2 separate regions of the Mus musculus genome follow, and region 2 is linked to region 1. Evidence: chromatin contacts called from public promoter capture Hi-C data. All regions are on one chromosome and are shown on one strand. Each heading gives the region's core, a stretch centred on a gene start, on an enhancer-like site or on the middle of the called end of the contact. The rest is flanking DNA. Distances are from core to core; before and after follow the strand shown. Region 1 holds the start of Txlng (taxilin gamma). Region 2 holds the start of Pir (pirin).

The links. Promoter capture Hi-C pulls out the DNA fragments that hold promoters and counts their contacts.
Region 2: a promoter capture Hi-C map of erythroid cells shows a contact between it and region 1, with 8 times the contacts expected there. The contact joins the promoter of Pir here to the promoter of Txlng in region 1. A contact is called at or near these places in 3 of 39 promoter capture datasets (embryonic stem cells, erythroid cells and liver).

Annotation. Positions count from the first base shown.
Region 1 is chrX:162,826,992-162,834,256 of GRCm38.p6, reverse strand. Txlng (taxilin gamma) reads left to right here and starts at 4,803. Exons shown (of 10, transcript NM_178935.5): 1 at 4,803-5,018. The coding sequence starts at 4,917.
Region 2 is chrX:164,265,165-164,272,429 of GRCm38.p6, reverse strand. Pir (pirin) reads right to left here and starts at 2,999. Exons shown (of 10, transcript NM_027153.3): 1 at 2,753-2,999; 2 at 699-827. The coding sequence starts at 794.

The sequences.
Region 1 (7,265 bases), core at 3,554-6,053:
ATGCCTGGCGCCTAGCAAGCACTTTATCAACCGAGCCATCTCCTCAGTTCCTCCTCCTTCTCCTCCTCTTCTTTGAGACAGAGTCTTACTTTGAAGACCAGACTGTCCTCAAATTTTGGGCAATGCTCTTGCTTCTGCCTCCAGAGTACCAGTATTAAAGTCATGAATCACCATGCCTGAGTACAAGGGATCTTATCCTCCCCCTTTTTTCTCAGCAAGTACGTGTTGAGAGCTTTCTCTATGCCTGGCATTTTGTAGGTATCGAGGATACATATATCCCATGCCCCATCCTTGCCCTCACTATCACAGAAGTCCAAAATTTGTAACATGAGCACCTAGGACACTGCCTGGGATTTGGGCTTCCTGGAGGGGAAATCCAAGTTACCCTTTTTCTCTGGGCAGATATCAATTACCCAAGCTCTCAGATCTGACATATAAAGTAAACAAAACCAAAATGAACAAAAATGGTTCCTTATTATCAATGTGTATCACAGAATACAAATATCTCTCTCTCTCTCTCTCTCTCTCTCTCATCAAACCCACACAGCCTGATGCAATTTGATGAGAAGTTTAAAACTAGCTGAATATGGAAGTGCATGCCTTTAAAAACAGTGTTTGGGAGGCAGAAGCAAGTTGGTCTCTATGAGTTTGAAGCCAGCCTGGTTTACATGGACAGGCTAGCCAGCTAGGACTACAAAGGAAGATCCATCTTAAGAAAGAAAGAAAGAAAGAAAGAAAGAAAGAAAGAAAGAAAGAAAGAAAGAAAGAAAGGAAGGAAGGAAGGAAGGAAGGAAGGAAGGAAGAAAGAAAGAAAGAAAGAAAGAAAGAAAGAAAGAAAAGAAAAGAAGAATGAAAGACAAAATAAATGGTAGGAATGGAGGTGTGGTGTGGCTCATAGCTATACTCATAGCACTTGGGAGGGGGAGGTAGAAGTATTGTTGCCAGTTCAAGCTAGCCTGGACTCTAGAGTGAGATGCTATGTATTCAAAAATAGCCTCAAAAGTTAAAATTTTAAACAAAACCAAGGGAAGAAGAATATCACAGTTTAAATATCTTAATAGTCTTGCCTCCAGCTATGAGTTCTGAGGGTGTCCACGTCCTAGATACCTAATGCAGCAGCAGCAGAATTCTCCCTCTGCAGTAGTGATGAGTCTGTCTAGAACGCTTCCTGATTCGCAAAAATGATGGCTAGAACATATGAAAGCTCAGAACTGGGCTTCATAGGCACAGGAGCAGTTTTGTGCCACATGTCCAAGACTAATAAGGTTCTGAATGGGCCTGGAACGTGGCTCAGTCGTTGAGCCCTTGATGGCATGCAGAAGTCCCTCTGGGTTCTGTCCTCATCACTGGAGAAAAAAAGAAAAGAAAAATTCAAGATTTATTTTTATCACGATTAAAACTTTCTTATATGTACTTGTGTGTGTATGTGCCTGTAGTTAGCATGTGCACATGCATGCAGATGCCCTAGGAGGCGATAAGAAGGTGGGTGATGAGCCCGGCATGCTGGCGCACGCCTTTAATCTCAGCACTTGGGAGGCAGAGGCAGGCGGATTTCTGAGTTCAAGGCCAGCCTGGTCTACAAAGTGAGTTCCAGGACAGCCAGGGCTATACAGAGAAACCCTGTCTAGAAAAACCAAAAAAAAAAAAAAAAAAAAAAAAGAAGGTGTGAGATGCCCTGAAATTTTAGTTACAGGTAATTGTGAGCTGCATGGCGCAGGTGCTAGGAACCTAACTGCAGTCCTCTGCAAGAGCCCCAAGCACTCTTAACTGGGAAGCCACCTCTTCAGCTCCTTCCCCCAATGAAAAACAATGCAAATAATAAATAAGGTCCTTTGAATAAACAGACCACTTACCAAGGTCAGAGCTCCAGCCCTCTGTGAGCCCTAGAGAATTCCGGCTTGCTGGGAGCTGTGGTTTGCACGGCCTTTACTCTATTGTCAAGCAAATTTACAAGCACTGTGCTTTAAACAGATACTTCCTGGAACAAAGGTGAAAACAATCACCGAAGACTGTATGGAGTGCCCCTTTAAGACTCAGAAACAAAGACTTGAATCTGTTAGGCCTGGAATCTGAGCTCTCAATAGAATACATTAGCTAGCAGTGGCTGGAGGGCAATGTGGGGTGGTTGGGAAGGTTTGAAGGAAGGGAAGGGAAGGGAAGGGAAGCATTTTGTAATCAAATTATACTTTCAGAAATAGAAAAGGAGCCAAGTGGCAAATGCCTTCAATCTCAGCACTTAGGTTGCAGAGAAAGGCAGATCTTTGTGAGGTCTAGGTTAGCCTGGTCTAGGGAGTTCCGAGACAGTCAGAGCTATGTAAAGAAACCCCTGTCTCAAACAAACAAACAAAAAATCAAAACAAATTGGTTTGATTCATGAAGGGTGTGTGTGTGTGTGTGTGACCTGGCAAAAGCTATCTTTTGTATAGTTTTATAAGTTACATTATCATTGTTGCTACAGTTTATTCTTTGTTTGAGCCCAGGTTTCAAGTACTTTTATCATTTGTGCTACAGTGTATCCCCCGCCCTACCCCCCTTCTCAAGTTACTTTATCATTTGTGCTACAGTGCATTCTTTCTTGAGGTGTGTGTGTGAGAGAGAGACAGGGTCTCACTGTGATAGCTCTGGTTGGCCTGGAACTTGGTATGTAGATATTAAGCAAGACTAGCCTTTTTTTGTTTGTTTGTTTTTCCAGACAGGGTTTCTCTGTATAGCCCTGGCTGTCCTGGAACTCACTTTGTAGACCAGGCTGGCTTGACCGCACTACTCTGCCTGGCCTTGTAACTATGTAGCCAAGATTCTCTTTTCTAGTTGTAATTTTGACTCCCCCAAAGCTGGGATTACAGGCATGCCTAGTTGGCATACTAAACAATCAGAAGTAACTATACTCTCAAATCTCCTGAAAAAATTAACATATTGAGGAGCAATTTTCTTTTCTTTCTCCCTTTTTTTCCCTTTTGTTTTTTTGAAATAGGGTTTTTCTATGTAGTCCAGCTGTCCTGTTATACACCAGTGCCAGGCTTCTTTTCTTTTCTTTCTTTCCTTTTTTTTTTTTTTTTTTTTTTTGAGACGGGGTTATGTAATACTGGCTGGGCCTGAAACTCATTAAGTAGGCCAGACTAGCCTCAAACTCACAGAGATGCACCTGTCTCTGTCTCCTGCATGGGGGTCTCCAAAGGTTGCAACACCACAGCAGGTTAAGGAGTAATTTTCTGACATCTGTTATAAACGTATGAACTGTAAATGAGATTTTCTTTCTAAGTCCAAAAAAACCCCCAAAACTTTGGGCTGGAGAGCACTGACTGCTCTTCCAGATATCCAGATTTCAATTCCTAGCAACTACATGGTAGCTCACAACCATCTGTAATAAGATCTGATGTCCTTCTGGTGTGTCTGAAGACAGCTACAGTGTACATATTTGTTATTATAAATAAATTTTAAAAAGAAGACAGCTACAGGGTACTCATCATATATAATAAGTAAATAAATAAATAAATAAATAAAATCTTAAAAATTTTTTTTCAGCATGGCTGGGTGTGGTTGCACACGCCTTTAATCCCAGCATTTGGGAGGTAGAGGCAGGTGGATTTCTGAGTTCAAGGCCAGCCTGGTCTACAGAGTGACTTCCAGGACAGTCAGAGCTACACAGAGAAACCCTGTCTCAAAAAAACCAAAAAAAAAAAAAAAAAAAAAAAAAAAAAAGAATTTCTTCAACTGAACTGAGCTGGAGTGTAGTTCAGTGGTTGAGTGCAGGTGTTGTATGTATGAGATCCGTGGTTTGATAATGAGCACCACAAAAAAAAAAAATAACAATAAAACCCCCAAACAACATTAATAACAAAACCAACCCTATTTTCTCCTAAGAATTTGCTCATTTGAAATTTTCAGTCCCTCAAGTTATTTAAGTTTTGGCTCCTGGTATCACTGTTTTGTGTTCAACTGTAGGAAAGTATATTTGTACAGATTTTCATAGTGAATTATTTCAATTCCGGATTTTGTGATGGTCAGTGACTTCTAGACACTAGGCCACTAAGGATCTGGTTCCATTAAATAGAAAACAGGGGATATTTCTGAGTGACCTTCTCTAACATATCAAGAAAAAAATAACTGTTTTAGTAAACAGAGTTCGTGATATTTTTAATTAGCAAAACATATGGTGCAAAAAGCAAGACATTTTAAATACGAATTAATCTTGAACTAACATGGAGAACTGTACTTGAAGCCAGATCAGTTGGGCAAAGGTGAATAGGCTTCCAGCCCAAAGGAACTCTGGACAGTTAAACCTTGGGGAGAACTCTGGTAGAGAGGCTGTACTCTGGGCAAGTGTCCAATGTTCCAAATTCTGAGACTGCATCTCCCACCTCGAAAATAGCGAAGTTAAAAGAGTCTCTTATTCTCAAATTATACTTGCACAATTATGAAGAAGAGCAAAAAAAGCAAAACCACAAAGAAGTGTCTCTGATTCTATTCCTTCTCAAACTCTGGAAGATTTTAAAACTTTTCTTGTAGGTTAATAACGACTACTTTCCGGTACCGCGACATTGCCGCTCAGAGACTACAAGCCCCAGAAGGCTGCACACTCAGCACAGCGGGTACTCTTCCCCCAGGACGCTCCTATCCGGATTCATGGCTGGACGCCGGGGCCGCACATTCTTCTGGGACTCGTAGTCTACTCCCTTTCCCGGTCCGCGCAGACTCCAGCGGCCTCTGTCTGCCCTTCGGCCCTAACAGAAGCCCAGCCCAAAATTTTACGCTCCCCACCCCCAACAAACTGCCTTTCCTCAGGAGCCAACCTCCTCCGGTCACGTGAGAAGACTCTCACGCTACGATTGGTTGGGGTGTAAAGGGGGCGGGGCTGAAGCCCCTGAGAGGTTCCGTGCCCCTGGTCCAGCCGCTTGTTTGGCTGCTGCCGTCACCTCATGGCGACTCGGCTTGAGGAGGTAACGCGAGGAAGAGGCGGCGGTACTGAGGAGGCTAGTGAGGGCGGACGGGGCGGACGGCGACGTAGCCCCCCGCAGAAGGTCAGTGGAGGGGACGCCTTCGTTGTGGTTGGGTCGCGGGGATGATTGGGTTACCCTTTTTGGGGTTCACCTCTTCACTTACCCCTTTACCTTTAGCTACGGGACGAACATCCGGCCCGTTCCCCCTTTTCCTTCAGAAGAGTGACGATAGTTGGGGAGCAGGTGCGGGGTGGTTGTGACTGAAATGGATCTGGTGAGAAGGGACGGTGGTTGGGACTTGGGGACACTACGCCTAGTAGGGGGCTGAGGGAGGACATGGTGGACCCCGGTCTGAGAGGGTGAAGGGGTGCTAGGCAGGGGCGCTCCAGGTGTGACAGCCACGTGCGGCGGGTGCTGCCCCGGGTGTTGAGTCTTCAGCCTGTGTGGTCACCGGGCACTGGGACTCCGCTGCCCAAGGAGGTGACGGGGTGGGGGTGGGGGCTTATCGGGGTACGGGGTAGCCCTCTCCGTGTTGGGCAGGTGCGTAGGGCGCGCGCTGCGGGGTGCTCCCCGGCCTCAGAGCTGAGGCTGTTGCGCAGTAAGATAACAGCGCAGAAGCCGGGGCTGCCTTTCGCCCCTTCCCCCCTTCCCCTTGCCCCCCCGCGGTCCCCCGCGACACTGCGCGGGTGGCTACGCGGGGGACGCCGCGGGGCTCCCGGGATCCACAACGGGGCTTGGTCTCTGGGCATCATGGACCTGCCTTGAGTGTGAGGCTGGGGATGAGGTGGTGATGCTGGGGAACCAGCATCATCTTCTGATAGCTGTCTCCGGCTTCCTGCCACTACCCTCTGTTTCTTTTCTTTCTTTTTAATTTGATAAGTGGAAACTTGAGTTTCCTCCTGGGCTTCGGTTTTGGTCTTTCTTAATCTAGGAGAAGAGCTGGACTGTTTGTTTCCCCTTGCCTTACTTGACTCACGTCAAGGAGTTTTCAGTGTCTCCCTGGATACAAGAAAATCGAGATCTCTTTCAGAATGGGAGAAATCCACTTGTTCTGGAGCTCAGTGGGTGGAGTTTTGACAATGATTGCACAACGAGTAGGGTACAGGGCTTTCAGGCCCAGGAACCAAGAACTGGGGTGTATGGTATTGAAAAAGTGTAAATTCCATCCCTTTGCCTTGCAGGAGAACATACTGAAACCGCTTGACTTGTTGGACACCCTGCTTGACCACTGAGAGCTATTTAATATTACTTAATTATGTATTTGACTAATCTTAAAAGCCACTCCTGTATGAAGTTACGAAATAATATTTTTCTAATGCGATTCATGAACTTCAAAAGGGAGAACAAAGGTCTGGTTTACATTTGAGCAGTGTCAAGAATTGGCTTTTTGGGGCCTGTTCCTTTTTTCCCTCACTTTTTTTTTTTTTTTTTTGTGAAATCGGTTACCCTGTAGCAGGCTGGCCTCATTTGACTATGTAGCCCAGGCTTGTCTTGAAAGTACCATTTTCCTCTTGCCTTTGTTTCCTGAGTGCTGAGATTACAGCAGTGAGCCACCACTCTGGCCTGGGGTGCTTTATTTCTAAGGTCCGGTATTTTCATGTTCTATTCTGTCTCATAAAAGAGGGACCTACTGCTTGGGACACTGGAAAAGTTGTGGCCCAACAGTTCTTTAGGGATTCAGCACTGTCACTTTGGACATTTATTCCCTGAGGGTGGGGAGCCAAACTCAGTGTTTGATTTCATAGGTTCCCCAGGGGAAACCTCTGATGATAAAAAGCCACTGCAATTGAGGACATAAGTTCCCTTTTATGCCACTGGAATAAGGACAGAAAGTCACTGAATTAGGAAGTAAGGTTTAATTAACTAGTATTTTAACCTATGAGGCTAAGACTCTCAGAGTTCAGAGCTTTGGTTAATGGCTGTATATGAATAGTCTTGTATGTCTTTTATTTTTACTACCTTTGTATTTCTTTGCTCATGCTCTTTTGGGACTCTTGGTTTCTATCTTACTATAAAATGGAATAGAAGCTAACATTACATTTTGAATCATCAGTTCAAAATTGGGTGAACATCTTGTGTCAGTAAACATTAATTTTTAGTTGCTCATTCATGATCTTCAGTTTATTGATTCTAGGTGAGGAACCTAAGAAAATGCTCCTTTTTCTAACTTAACCTCTATATTTTTGTTTTTCAGGAAGCAGAAATGATGTTAAACAATTTCAGTTGTTTTTAGAGTATTGGAGGAATTGAGAAACGTGATTTCTTGTTATTATTTATATCATAGGACTTGAAGTGAAGAAATGTGGAGATGGGCTCTCTTGGTCCCTG
Region 2 (7,265 bases), core at 1,750-4,249, 1.4 Mb before region 1:
GTTAATATAGCATGGCACTATGGCCTTTGGCTGGGACCATTATTTCATAACTTTCTATGCATCTAAGATCCGTCCCTAAATTTCATGTATTCCCTAGTATTCCAATAAAGACCTTCTCTGATGTTGGAAAACATCTAGAGGTACAGTCTCTGAGTTCCCTTATGCTCTCCCCCCACATACACACACGAAGGTGCATAGAGCTGGACCTCGGTGCACAAATACAAATCCTTTATTCTGTGTGATTAGACAGAGAGCTGACCCATGTGCAGCCAATCAGGTTGCTTTTCCTAGGAATCTGATGCTGAGATGCATAGTTACCCATGCACTGAAGCATGAGCATGTAAGCAAGGATGGAGAGGATATGCACTGGGCACATCTGAGGATATGCATGCTGTGGCTGACAGCCAGCATGCTTCTCAGCTCAAGCCAGTACATGGATATGTACAGAAGACCAGTCACATCTCCCAGAGCTGCACCTGCTACCCAGAACCTAATTATCTGCATACTAGAAACCTCCTTTAGGCTGGTGTTGATCCACACGGGGCCCCAGTTGTGGAGTTCCATGTTTCTCCCACTGGAATAACACAGGGAAGCTTGAGACCAGCTTGGCCTTCTCTCTCCAAATCCCCATTCAATATCCCACTAGTCGCTTTAGAAAGGAAAACTCAAAGTGGGATGTACTCATCCACCCTGCGTACCTCGGGTCTGCCAATGCTTCTGCGCACACGTGCTCCTACCCCCTCTGACTGCTCCCGGCTGAGCACTGAGAGAGTAACCTTTTTAGAGGATGCCATTTTGAAGTTTATAAAGAAAGTTCTGATGTTGAGCTGTAGAAGATGGAAAGAAAGAAGAAAGACAATAAACAACAAAAGAAATCACAATGGAGGAAATATCTACAGATTATAAACTAAGGATATTAACATTAGACTTGCTCCAAATCTTTATAGTGGCAATTTACTGAATACTGACTATGATCATGGCCTAGATTAGGTGATTTTTAGAAACACAGCTATGGTGTGCATGTATTAGTATTTACGAGGTACCTAGAACCCTATTATTAGCAGTTACCTCTTAGAATCCTGCAGTCATCTTGTCCAAAAGTTCACAATAGCAACTCTTTGGAAGAACTCAGCAGGGATATCTAAAGAACATTTTCTACGCTTCCCTTCAGTGGCAGGCATACTTGACCTCCTCACACCGTGCACACACCCTTCAATGGCTACCCCACGACATGCGGTGGAAGATGGAAGTGGGAGCTCTTTTGGTGATACTGGAAGCAAATGGAAAACACTAGGGGTATGTGACTCTCACCAGAATATGATGATGCTGGCATGGAAGGAAATCTGCAAGGGCCACTGAATTCAAATACTCATCTATCTCTAAAGTCCGTGGCCATTTTTAAAAATTCATCTCTTAATAATATTAAGCATGTTTACAATGCGGGTTTTTTTAATCATAGCAACCCTTTGTTCCCCTTCCAACTCCTTTCAGACCCCTGCTCCACATCTCACTCCCAATGTAATCTTGTATTTTCCATAGCCTACTGAGACTAAGTGATGCCCATTCTTATACGAATGGGTGTTGGGTCATCTACTGAAGCATGGGCATCCTAATAGGGGTCAGTTCCTTAAAGAGAACTGACACTTCCTACCCCAGCAGCCTCCAACTGCCCAAGTTCCTCAGTTAGGGGTGGTACTTCGTGGAACCTTCTCCCATCTGTGTTGGTATTCTTACTGGCTGACTTAATTTTATGTAGATCTTGTGCAGGTAATTTTTTAGGCAAGAAATCTTTGAACTTCTTAATAAAGTCCTCTAAAGCACAGACAAACCATTTATGAAGTACCCCAGGCAATGGAACCGATGATTCAGGAACAACACATATACTACATTTATTATTCAAAAGTGTTCCATTATTGATTGAAGTCTAAGTCCTAACCAAGGAAATATCACACAACAAATACAATCACCCCCCCCCACACACACACACACACACACTTCTAACTTCAGGTGTTTGCAGACAAGTAATTCCAAGCCCCAGATCTGATCACCATATGAACTCTAACCAATCCTTCAAAGATTCCTTAAACTAAGAGAAGCACTTTAATAACAGGCAGATTCTGGAACTGGACACCTCAGATTTACATCTCAGTTTTGCCACATTCCAGGCTGCTTTCATTTGGGATGCTGTGTGTCTCAGCTTTTCCATCTATACAATGGGATTAAGAAGCGTCTGCCTCAAAGGATGTAAATAGGGCTGTAAGAAAGTGAGCTGCTGTTCTTTATAGGGACTCAACATAGAAGCACCCTTCAGTTTGTGAAGGCAGATCCTAAAACGGATCCTCTCTAGCAGGCAAACAACATGCATCTATTGGGCCATGAAATGTGGGAGACAGAAATGAACTTCTGAGTCCAGCCCCGTAATCATCCACACATAAGCGACTAGTAAGTAGTTTTGCCTCCACCTAATTTTTCTGGCTTCTTCCAGACTCCCACATTTAGGCCCTATACACAGGAACAAGGATAAAGCAGTTAACTAATTGCAGTGTGTTGCCAAGAGAAAAACCAAGCTATCATCTCAAATCGTGGTGGCTATTTAAGCATTTCCCTCCCTCAGCTCCCCTCCGAGCCCCAGTAGTGAGCTGGGAAAGACAGCATCATGAAAACTGGTCGGAGCATTCCTCCCACCCCCAACACACACACACACACATACACACACCACTCTCACGAGGGCTGAGTTCCCCAGGCCACTCACTGGGCAGTAGCGCAGGCCCAGGAGGGAGGCCACAGTCGGAGGTGCCTAGACTCCACAGCGGCAGGGACACAGCAAAGGGAGGACAGGTTTGCGGAGCGCCAGCCGTCAGTCAGCGTGACTCAGCGCTTTGTTGCGGGCCTCCAGAAGGCGGGAGTCTCTAGGTCTCAGGGGCCTTGGACCGGGGGACACACCCTTTATTTACCCTGGGTTTGGATTCTCTGACTCCGCCCCATGGCTCTCTGGATCTGCCTTTTGAAAGTCGGTCCAAAGAGTGATGCGCACCCCGGCCTCTTGGGGGCGCGCTGCCCGCCTCCCAGGAATGTATGGGACACTCAAGTGCTCTGCAGCCCCTTAGAATCTCTTGGAAAACCTGTCCTCACTCAAGTCATCTTGTCACCCAACGCTTCGTATGAGCAAGAATGTTTTCTAACCACTTGTCCCGTTTGGGGGAGTGACTCAGCCTCTCTATGCATTATCCCCAGTGAAATGAGCGTGGTAAAGCTGACAGGACCAAGACTGTAAGGCTGTAATGAGAATGAAATGAGCATGTCTCCGCATAGGTACTACACAGTTATCTCTCATAAATAAATACGCTTCTTGCTGTTTGCCAATGAGAATGGGGCAGAGGCAGAGCAGATGTAAGAACCAAAGAATCTCTGTTCCTGCTGAAAGAGAAGGCACACTCTAATAGGGAATCATAGAAGGGCTTGAGTTTTGTTGGGCTTCAAGAGCAGGCCTTAGAGAGTTAGCCTCAGGAGGTGAGGGTTTGTCCACAGCCAGGAAGCAATCTAGTTTTCCTAGGACTTTTAATCAGAAGACAGGCTACCATACGCAATGTTCTTTAGATACCCGGAAGTTCATTGTCTTTTCTTGGAAAAAGAGTGAAAGTGATGCCTCTTTAAAAAAAACAAAACAAAAACAAAACTACGAGCCTGGGAAACTGAAAAGGAATAAACAGTAAATGTCTTTTTACTTTCCAGCTCTGTGGGTCTTCCGTGGAGACTGCTCCCATTTGCTTTTGTAGCCAGAAACAGCCAGAGACAACGCCTGCTGAGTGTGGTGGCTGTGTTTTAATAAAAATTTGATTTTGGATAATGAAATTAGAATTCATAAGATTATGTTTTGAATTCGTACAATTCTCAGCTGTCATGAAAGTCTTCTTTTGACTTTATATTTCAGCTGGTTTTTGGGGGGCATGGTTCCCCATATCCCCGGCTGGTCTTACCTCCCTAGAGAGCCTAGGATAACCTTGAACTTCTGACTTTCCTTCCCACAGTTCCCAAGTGTTAGGGTTACAGTGAAGCATTCACCAGCGTGCCCAGTTTTACATGGTGCTGGAGACTGAACCCGGGGCTTTGTGTATTCTAGGCAAGCAATCTACCAACTGAGCTAGATCCCCAAGCTCTTCAACCTCAAGATGTGAAAAGGCATTCTTACCTTTCAGACTACAGATTTCTGCTGTAGAAGAATGGGGAAGTGGAAGAACAAAGACTTTTCCTTGGTGCTCAATTGGGCAGAACACACTAAAAATGGGAACAGTAGAGAGGAAAATATCATGGCCTTTGTACAAGGATGACATGCAAATTCATAAAGTTGCACTCTCCCCTCCCTGCCTCAATTCATGGCCACACTTGGGTGTATATAGTCTTTTCTTGAAATGGCTATCTGTCTTCCTTAATGCCGATACCCAAATCTATATTAAAACGCATTCACAATAAATTCTGTTTTTTAACTCTTTTCCCTGAGCTTTTCATATCAGTGGGGTTCAAACTGACTCTGCCTACCTTCAGCAATTCAAGACTAACAGATTATGCATGCAAACTTCAAACTGCTGTGGACTAATAAGGTATTGGTACTTCCCATCTGTAATTATTTCTGAAATAGTTTCCACATAAAACAGAAGTATGAACACCCTGGCTGGCACATTACAGACCATATAAATAAACTGTCTTGTATTTCCTCAACCAGTCCAACGTTCAACCAGGTGCTGGGGCTTGGACTGCAAGCTTTGCCTTCACACTCTTTCAACACAAAAGCCTGTGGATTCAGAGAGTTCAGCGCATCCAAACCTTCCCATTTTGAAGGCCTCTATCCATCTTCCCCAATCACCACCCACTCCTCCTGCCTTCAGATTCAGCACTGGCCAAACCATTTTTCAAGTGGCAGGCAAATAGAAAGCAAATGCCTGGAGCCCTCAGTGGCTTCTCACTGGCTTGGGAGAAAGTTCTTTGATGTCTTTGAACGTTCTCAGCCCCAGCCACTTGTGTGGCGGTGCGGAGGGATGAACACACATACACACCTGTCTCTTGTTAATTTCCTGTGCCTGTCTAGAACTTGCCTTACTTCACTTTCACTTCACTTTTTGGCTCTTGCTTTCTATGTCATGCTCTCTGGACAACCTGTGCTAATTGTTTCCTCAAGTCTAGGAGGACATTTGACCTGAAAATCACCTATATATTGTTTTCTAAGGCCATTGTTTATTGATTTTTTGGAAGATCCCCTTTTCCTACAATGGGCTGAACAGTAGCTTCTACCTCACAAGTTCGTTCTGAAATATGACTCCGACACTCCACTAAAATATGCTGGTTACTCCTTTTGCTCTTGGGTCTAGGTAGAGCTTGTGGCTGCCATGACCAAGTCAATGTGCCATTTCTGAGGGAATCTCTGAAATGACCTGGCAGGTGCCACACCCTGCTTCATGGAAACCAGCTGCTCTTTAACACAAACCACCTTGAAAATGGATCAGCCCCAGCTGTACCAGTCAAAGCCACATGGATACAACCTGAACACCCAACACTGTTCCTTCCAACTTCCTGATCCACAAAATTCTAAGCAAAGTCCAGTGTCTTTAAGCTTTTAGTTTATTTTTAAAAATAGGAAACAGAATAACAGTTTTCATGTCATAGGAGAAAAGAGGTAGATCTTCAAAATATTCCAGGTTAGTGACTAACTTTGCAGAAAGTACCTATGTCCATTTAATTGATTGCCAAGACAACCAACCAGCCATTAATCGAAACATACCATCATTACACTGGGATCTAGATGATAATGGTTACATCCTCCCACTGGCCATAGCAGATGCCTCCAAAGTGCAGATGTGCCGGTGAAAAGGCTCCTCTGTTACAAATAGCATTTAATGATAAAAGAACTTCAAAAAGAATGGCAATGTTCTTAGTGATATTTCAGCAAACACCTTTTTGGATATTTCTCTGGAATTCTAAATGTGCTCCACCTCTGCATTCAGAGAAGGTGATGACAGGTCTTGAAGTATAAGACAAGAGCAAGGGCATGTGTAGTTATGGCGGAGCAGGGGGATTCTCTTGTAGGCCTTTCAGCAGAGAGGAGAGGAGAGACAGAGACACAGAGAATACTTCTGAAAAGCTAAAAGTCTAAAATGGAAATACAGTGGTGGGAGAGGGAAGACTTTTTACAAATGGAGTACAGGCCATAAACTGCTCCACCGTGAAAGGGTCCATGTTAGGAGCGAGAAATGTACCCTGTACATTTGAACTCAGAGCCTTTTCCATCAGCTGGACATGTGACCATCAATCACCTTTGGAATCCTGAGTATCACAAAAGAAACCTTTATGCTGACATGGAAAAGAACAAAATCTTTCGGTACAGAGACAAAGTTTGGAGCTGAGATAAAAAGATGGACCATGTAGAGACTGCCATATCCGGGGATCCATCCCATAATCAGCTTCCAAACGCTGACACCATTGCATACACTAGCAAGATTATGCTGAAAGGACCCTGATATAGCTGTCTCTTGTCAGAGTATGCCTGGGCCTAGCAAACATAGAAGTGGATGCTCACAGTCGGCTATTGGATGGATCACATGGTCCCCAATGAAGGAGCTAGAGAAAATACCCAAGAAGCTAAAGGGATCTGCAACCCTATAGGTGGAACAACATTATGAACTAACCAGTACCCCGGAGCTCTTGACTCTAGCTGCATATGTATCAAAAGATGGCCTAGGCGGCCATCACTGGAAAGAGAGGCCCATTGGACACGCAAACTTTATATGCCCCAGTACAGGGGAACGCCAGGGCCAAAAAAGGGGAGTGGGTGGGTAGGGGAGTGGGGGTGGGTGGGTATGGGGGACTTTTGGTATAGCATTGGAAATGTAAATGAGCTAAATACCTAATAAAAAATGGGGAAAAAAATCTTTCTTAAATGACTCCAAATTCCACTACTATAATCTTTAAAGAATCCTATATTGTCAACACATATTTGTCCATATCCACCCCACTCCTCTCTCTCTCTCTCTCTCTCTCTCTCTGTGTGTGTGTGTGTGTGTGTGTGTGTGTGTGTGTGTAGCTAGGCTCTAGCAGGCCTTACCCTTCTCCTATTCCCCTCTGTCTTGCTAAAAGAAAAAAAGTTAGACTACATTCGTAAAGCTAACCACCAAGGTCTATTTCCTTATTTGGCCACTTCCTCTACCTCAGGCTGACTGACAAGGTCCAGCAATCAAAGTATTAAAGTTCAGCAATCAAAAGCCCGCTTTGGCTCA